Regions from separate parts of the Mus musculus genome. Here region 2 is linked to region 1. The links are chromatin contacts, called in public promoter capture Hi-C maps. All regions are on one chromosome and are shown on one strand. Each heading gives the region's core, a stretch centred on a gene start, on an enhancer-like site or on the middle of the called end of the contact. The rest is flanking DNA. Distances are from core to core; before and after follow the strand shown.

Region 1 (3,676 bases), core at 1,030-3,529:
ACTGAGAAATTGGTCTCTTCAAAGGTCAAGTGTTGGTTCCATTGGGACTGTGAGGCAAACACTCAACACTGTGGCCACCTCCATCTACCTCTCCGTACCGGAGACCTCCCTCTTCTTGCTCTCCTCAGAGTCTCCTTTCTTCCCAGAGCCAAACCAAACGCGTACTTCAGCTTCCAACCGAGCAACTAGCACTCCTGCTCCACCAGTTCAAAGCAGCATGGAACTTAATCCCTCTAAACGTTTATGCCTCCTCTTTGAAACAAGGGATAATTCCTACCTACCTGCCACACAAGGTTGTTATGAGGGCAAAAGTGAGATCACGTTCATAAAAGTAGCTTTCAAATGCCAAGCACCAAAGAAACATAAATTAAGTTTAACTACTTTCACATGGCGATTGAGACGCTTTAATAACATAAGCTTCACAAACATACGCTTACAACACCTCACCCATGCTGGCATTTAAAATACACATCATCCTCAAATAACACCTTTCTTTGTTAGTCTTTACTGAAGGGCAACATAGGGGAGTAGGTTTCTCGTAAATACCCTAAAGCATTTGAACCAACCACCCAAAACGCAATCGATTATCCTACATATCTCACGAAAACTGAATATTTATGACCCCAGAATAGGCTGACAACATCCTAGAACTACACTTCCCACAAAGCATAGAGTGGAACACGGGCAGCAGGCTGGGCGGCCTGGCATTAAGGGCGACCACTGCTCCCAGCGAGCTTGGATCGTCATCCCCTGGAAAATCGCAACGCTTGGCATGGAGTGGGACTCTCTCCTTTCTGACAGCTCCGTCACCCTCGTTTTGTTTTTTGTTTTGTTTTGTTTTTCTGCCATTAACAGCGGCCCTATTGGCCTTTACAGCTTCAACCTGAAAGTCATCTCCCATCTGTGACCTTTCTGCCGATTCCTTGGAGGTGCGGGAAAGGCAACCCTCTCCCCTTCCCCAAAGCTCCACGTCCAGAATTCGCCCGTCAGTCAGAATCAAGGGACATGCGGGGGGTCTGACGGAACGGACGGGTGGACACAGTCCGACCTGGGGGCGACAGGCCGCGCGCCAGCTCCGGTAGCAAGCCAGGGGCCCGGGATCCCCCCAAAGCCCGGGCCGAAGCAGATTTCGAGCAGGGGTAGCTAAGCCCGGGGCTCTGGTTTCAATTTCACGACGTGACATTGCAAACCTGCGGCCTACGAGCGCCCGCGGCGGCGGCCCGCGCCTGTTCGCCCGCCCTCCCGCCAGGCCTGAGCCCCGGAGCCCCGTGCCGAGACCACCGCACACCCACTTGCCCGGCCCCGCGCCCCCCCAGCCTCCCGTGTCTGGCCGGGCCCAGCCCCGGTCCTGCGTGGAGTTAAATCCCGCTCCCAGCTGCAGGCTCCGCGCCGCACTTACTCAGCTCGTCCTGGGAGGCGGAGGCGGCGGCCGCAGCCATGTTGCGCCCGGGAGCGAGCGAGGGAGGGGCGGGCGGGCGGCCGGCGAGGGGGGCTCGCGGCCGTCGCCGTGCCGTGCCGTGCGGTGCCGCGCCGCGCCGCGCCGTGCCGCAGGGGCCCGGAGCCGCCTCGGGTCTCTCACGCGGGCCGCGCTGCGCCCTCGAGGCCCGCCCGCTGCCTGCGTCCTCTGCGCTGCGAGCGTCGCTCTCGCCGCGCCTCGCGAGCTCGCGACTCGGGAGCTCCCTCTCAGCCTCGCGCCTCGGAGGAGCCGCTGCCGCCCGTGCGGCCGAGTGACCGCGCGGCGGCTCTTCGGCTCGGCGCCCGGCTTGCTAGCCTCACGCCGGCTCTTATATTTAGAAAGAGCTGAGCCATCCTCCCCCCTCCCCCTCCGCCTCCGCCGGCCCCTCGCGCGCCCGCTCGCCCGCCCTCGCTGCCTCGCTCGCGCCGCGTCCTGCCCACCTGCCGCCGCCAAGCTTCCCCGGCGCGGAGCGGGAGACGCAGACGCGGCGGGCCAACCCCTGGACCTGAGCCTCATTCCCTCAGCCGCACGCAAGCACGCGGCCTCTGACCTGAGTCGGAGCCGGTCTCCATAGCCCGGGATGCTGCGGCGACCCAGCGAGGTGGAGGACGGGCCGGGCCCGAGGAGACGCGCGGCCGCTCCGGAGGAGCCTGCGTGCGGCCGAGCGGAGCCGGGCTGTCCTGGCTGCCGCGGAGAGCTTCCCCGCCCCGGGCTGTGGCGTTAAAGGTCTGCGGCTGTCACGTCCGCCTGGTCGGAGCTGGAGGAACACGCGCCCGGACGGAGGAAGAGACGCGGACTCGGAAAAGTAGAGCGGGGCTCGAATCGGAGGAGGAGGAGGAGGAAGAGGAGGAAGCCCCGCCCTGCGCCTCGCGCCCAACTTCTCGGCCGCCGCGCTGACTCAGGCCGGGCCTCCGAGCAGCCCCGAAGTTAAAGCCCAGAGGGACCTGCACCGAGGGCTCACCCTGGGGGATGCTCCCCTAACGTTAGCCTCCCGAGCGAGCTGCGAGCCAGGGAAGGGCCGGAAACCACGATATTTGAGCTACCAAGACGTGCTTTAGAGTCCTTCTTCTTAACCCGAGTTTAGTGGCAATCCCAACTTTTAACTTTAAGCCTCTCGTTGGTCCATGAGGTCGTGTACAGCTGCAAAATGGAATTCAAATCAAGGGCTTATATGGTTACTATAAGAACAACCAAAAAAAAAAAAAAAAGAAAGAAATTAGGTGCCAGATCAAAGACATTTTTAGAGGAAAAGAAAATAATCGAGACCCTAAATGAACTGAAGTTGCATATATTCCCGCAAAATGGAATCCCTAGGGCCCTAGATAATGCCTTGAAATTTGAATACATGCGGCTCCCAATGTAACTTAGGCAAGTACGAGATAGCAACAAACACTGACCATGTTACTTCCTGTATTAATTTTACATTTACAAAGAAAGTTACATTATCTTTGTCATTATCATAAAAATAAGAGTCCTTCCTCCTAGTTCAGCTACCTCACCCATCTCACACCCAAGAGAAAAATTATTAAATGTAGAATTTGTTGATGCTTCAAGACCTAGTTCTGCACACATGTATAGCCCCAGGTTCAGTTTGGTTCATAGTGATAAAACTTGGATATGGTCTCTCTCTCTCTTTCTCTCTTTCTCTCTCTCTCTCTCTCTCTCTCTCTCACACACACACACACACACACACACACACACTCCTTCCCTGCTGCTTGTTTTGCCTAATGCTGGACTTTGGGACAATAATTAGATCCTGAGAGTCTGGCCTAATCAGAGGTTAATACTGATTGCACAGCTCCATTGCCCATGGAAAAGCAGGAGGTGGGGCTAACTGAAGGAAGTATATCACTGGAGGTGTGTTCTTAGGGACTGTGTTGCAATGGCCTCTTCCTGTCATTGCTGTCTGCTTCGTGTTTGCCGTGAGAGGGGCTGCTTTATTTCATCACACACACCCTGCCACGTGTCCAGCCCCACCTCAAGTCCACAGCAATGGAACCAAGTGACCATGTACCACACCTCTGAAACTGTGAGCCAAATACAGTTTTGTTTTTTTACTCATTTTAAATGGTCATAAACTTGTCACAGTGACAGAAAAGCAAACACAGGTGGAGTCCAGGTTCTGGGTAAATGTTTTCAACCCCCACAAACACTTTCACTATTAATTGGAAGAACTACATTACCATTTGTTAATGACTTAATAGTATATGTACCTTCTCC
Region 2 (3,645 bases), core at 72-2,571, 3.5 Mb after region 1:
ATTCCCAGCAACCACATGGTGGCTCACAACCATCCGTAACAAGATCTGGCGCCCTCTTCTGGAGTGTCTGAAGACAGCTAGTGTACTTACATATAATAAATAATTTAAAAAAAAAAAAAAAAACAAAGTTACACTTAGACCACTAAAATAAAAAGCTAAATGATAGTGATCTACATGAAAGTTTTGCTATAGTGTGCATTCATAGAAATTATTATTGCGTGCATCCAGAACGAAACAAAACACTACAATGTATAGGAAACATTTACACTTCTCTCAGGAGGCTTAGCACAGCAAGGGGTGATCTAATCAAAACACTGGCCCGTGACATTTCAAAACTGCTTTATTCTATCAGATACTACTTTCTACCAGATCCTTACGTAGAGAAATGGAAGTCAGCTCCAAGGGGGAAAGGAAGAAACACTTAGAAAAACAACAACAACAACAATAATTCCCTACTTGCGAGGGAACTTTCTGAAAGCCTCACCACTAGAGAGCAATAATGAGTACGAGTTAAAAGCGCGGCTCGGCGGCTCGCGACCTGCCACGTTACTAATTCTACTACTACGGCTCCAGAACGACCTTTTCTCACCAGAATGTTTTTTGGTTTTTTTCGGGCTTGTACTCTTGTCCGTGACTGAGATGACTAAAACAGAATAAGCTCGTTGCGCGTAACTCGGCATTAGTAAGTCCTCGAAAAGGAAGTGCTCTTCTAATTGGAGTTGTTCGGGGCAGGGCCTTGAGTGTGGAAGTGAGTCTGTTCAGCTCGGCAAACGCGCATATTTTTGTAACCCCCACAACTTTCATGTAAGGATTTTTTTTTTAAAAAAAACCTTATCTCTGATGGCCTAACATTCATTGGAGCTACTACTGCTGATATGCTCTTTATCTGGAGCCTTCATGGACCCTTTATTTCAAAGAACACAGACAAAGAATAGGCTGTAGACAAGTAAACCCACAACAAACTAGGCCGCAGCTCCTCCACCACATCTCTATTTTAGCCTTAGAAGGTCTTAGAGTTTAATATCTTCTTGAAGCCCAAACTGATTACGTAGCCACCGAGTTACGAGGGGCCCCCGAAGGACTTCCGTCGTGGACAACAGTCCTCTTTCCCAGCTCCAAGGCTGCAGAAGTCTAGGGAGAGATTTCCATGGCAACACAGGCCTCAGCTTCGAAATGGCGGAAGGCCTCCCGAAGGATAACAGAGACCCTCGTTTTGTTCCAGATTATGGTTGCGATCCGCAAACCTACCTCTTTTCAGGCCTCTGCAGTTCCCCAGAACCTCAACTCCCACCATGACTCCATTGCTGCGCAGCCCAAACTACACCTCCCAGGCTGCTCTGCGCCTCTCTTCCCATGCTCCTCTTCTCCCGCGAGGTTGTGTAGCTCTGTAAGGCCACGCCCCTCGACTCCAGCCGACCTTTGGCAACTACCATTCCCAAGATACTTCGCACGTAGTACGTTTCTGATACGTTTCCGGCCAGTGACGCACTTCCACTTTGCTAGGCGCGCGGTTCCCGGTCTGAAAAGTAGAACGCGGATTTGGCTAGGGCCTCGCGTCTCCGCCGCCCGGCATGGCCTCCTCACGAGCCTCCTCCACGGTACGGAGCTCTGGATCTAAGCTCAGGCCTGCCCTAGAGAGGCCGGGGGTTCCCGTGGGAAAGGGCCGTTACCTTACGGGTCTGGGCCGAGGAGGAGGAAAGCTGAGGGACCCTAGTGTGGACCTTAGTAGCCTTTTCCTGATGTCTTCGTGTGCTGCAGCTCTCTTTGCACTGCTCTTACTTAAGTCCTGAGCAGAGACCACTCTTTCTGGCTGCTCCAAAACACGGTGCTTTGGAATCGGGTTGTGTCCTGACTTAAGCTGTCCGACTCGTACTTACTATGATGAGGCTTCCCAACTTGTAATCGGCTCTGAAAGTATTTGAAATGTGTATTCCAGTCACATCGTGACTTGGTGCACCTAGAGCCACCCTGATTGTTTAGGTTGTTTTTAGTGTCTGCCCAGCAGTGAGAAGTTATTTTCGTAAAACCGGAGATTGCTTTTCCAGTCGATTAAAGTAACGGGCCCCAAAACAACCAAGACACTTCAGGCAGAAATTGATTGGTCGTATTTGTGTGCCAAACTTAACAAGAGCCTTAACTCGCACAAAGTCAGTTTCGACTTTCTCCTCTAGTTTTGAGAGGAAAGAAGATGAAAGTGCAGCGTTAGCTTCATTCTTTTGGGAAGCATGGTTTGCTGGAACTAAACCTTAGTCCGGGTCTTTGATTTAACAGACAACCAAAACCAAAGCGCCTGACGATTTAGTTGCTCCCGTTGTGAAGAAACCACACATCTACTATGGAAGCTTGGAAGAGAAAGAGCGGGAACGCCTGGCCAAAGGAGAGTCTGGGATTTTGGGAAAAGAAGGACTCAAAGCCGGCATTGAAGCAGGAAATATTAATATAACATCCGGTAAGATGCAAATTGCAGGTCATTACCCCCACACACACACCCTTTTTTAAACAGTGCTGGGAATCCAACCCGGGTTTTTTTTTTTTTTTTTTTGCATGCTAGGCAACTGTTCTGCCACTGAGCCATACATTTCCATCTCCCCCCACCCCCCACAGTCTCTTACCTTTGACCTCAAACTCCTCCTGCCTCCTTCCTGGTCGCCACCATGTACTTTTGATGATTCAATATTCTGATGAACACCTTCCCAAACCACATAGTATTAGGTTTATAGGCCAAAACCTTCTATTGGTCTGGGGAGCTAGTTCAGGTGCCAAAAGCTTTTCTCTGTGACCATTAGGACCTGAGACTGAGCCCCAGAACCCATGTTTTTTTACTGGCTTGTTTTTCCTTTTTCTAAAAAAAAAAAAAAAAAAAGTCAATGTGGTGGTACCTACTTAGAATGAAATGTTGGGAAGACATACTTGCAAACGCGTGCAACCTTACCCTTCTGTTTTCACCTTTGAGCCTGTGACTTTACCTGCTTGACATCATCCAGTGAGTGGATTTCTTGTATTCTCTACAGTTCCTTGCAGGAATGACTCGTGGTCTCTGTAGACTTCTTGAGTGGATTTGTCTTTGGGAGATGTAACCTAGTTCTGGCATTGGTTTATAACTGTTTATAGAATTCTTTCCTTTACTTTTCTAGGGTTTTTCTTTGTGTTTTCCTTTTTGTTTCTGTTTTTCAAGACAGGGTTTCTCAGTGTAGCCATGGGCCAAGCTGGCTGGCCTCCAACTCAGAGGTTCTCCTGCCCCTGTCTCCAGAGTGCTGAGAATAAAAGCATAAAAAAGAATAAAAACCACTACCTGCCTAGTTTAACTTAGTTATTATAAGTATTTAAATGTGCACACTTTTTCCCTGTACACATATACTATTCTTAAATGTCTTCAAGCCTGTCTCACTGGGGGTTAGGAGGGGCGAGGGGTTGTGGGTTTTAAAACTAATCGCCATAGTATCCAAAAAGACTTACCTTGTTGTCAGAGGAATCCTGTTTTTCCTGGTCATTATTTCCTCTCACTGTGTGTGAATGCTCTCCTGGGGGTACTGTTTTAGCAGGTAGGAGTTGGGCTTTCCAAATAAGAAATGTTCTAAGCTATAGAAAGAGATAGTGAAATAAATGGAAGAGGTGGCCTGGCCCTCCTGCCCTCAGTTTAAAGCA

Evidence for each region. Promoter capture Hi-C pulls out the DNA fragments that hold promoters and counts their contacts.
Region 2: a promoter capture Hi-C map of liver shows a contact between it and region 1, with 2.9 times the contacts expected there. The contact joins the promoter of Cdc26 here to the promoter of Ecpas in region 1. A contact is called at or near these places in 2 of 39 promoter capture datasets (cranial neural crest and liver).

The regions. Positions count from the first base shown.
Region 1 is chr4:58,910,470-58,914,145 of GRCm38.p6, forward strand. It overlaps Ecpas (Ecm29 proteasome adaptor and scaffold), which reads right to left and starts at 2,280. Exons shown (of 49, transcript NM_172381.3): 1 at 2,007-2,280. The coding sequence starts at 2,028.
Region 2 is chr4:62,407,304-62,410,948 of GRCm38.p6, forward strand. Cdc26 (cell division cycle 26) reads right to left here and starts at 1,322. Exons shown (of 4, transcript NM_139291.4): 1 at 1,249-1,322. It overlaps Prpf4 (pre-mRNA processing factor 4), which reads left to right and starts at 1,480. Exons shown (of 14, transcript NM_027297.3): 1 at 1,480-1,598; 2 at 2,272-2,449. The coding sequence starts at 1,572.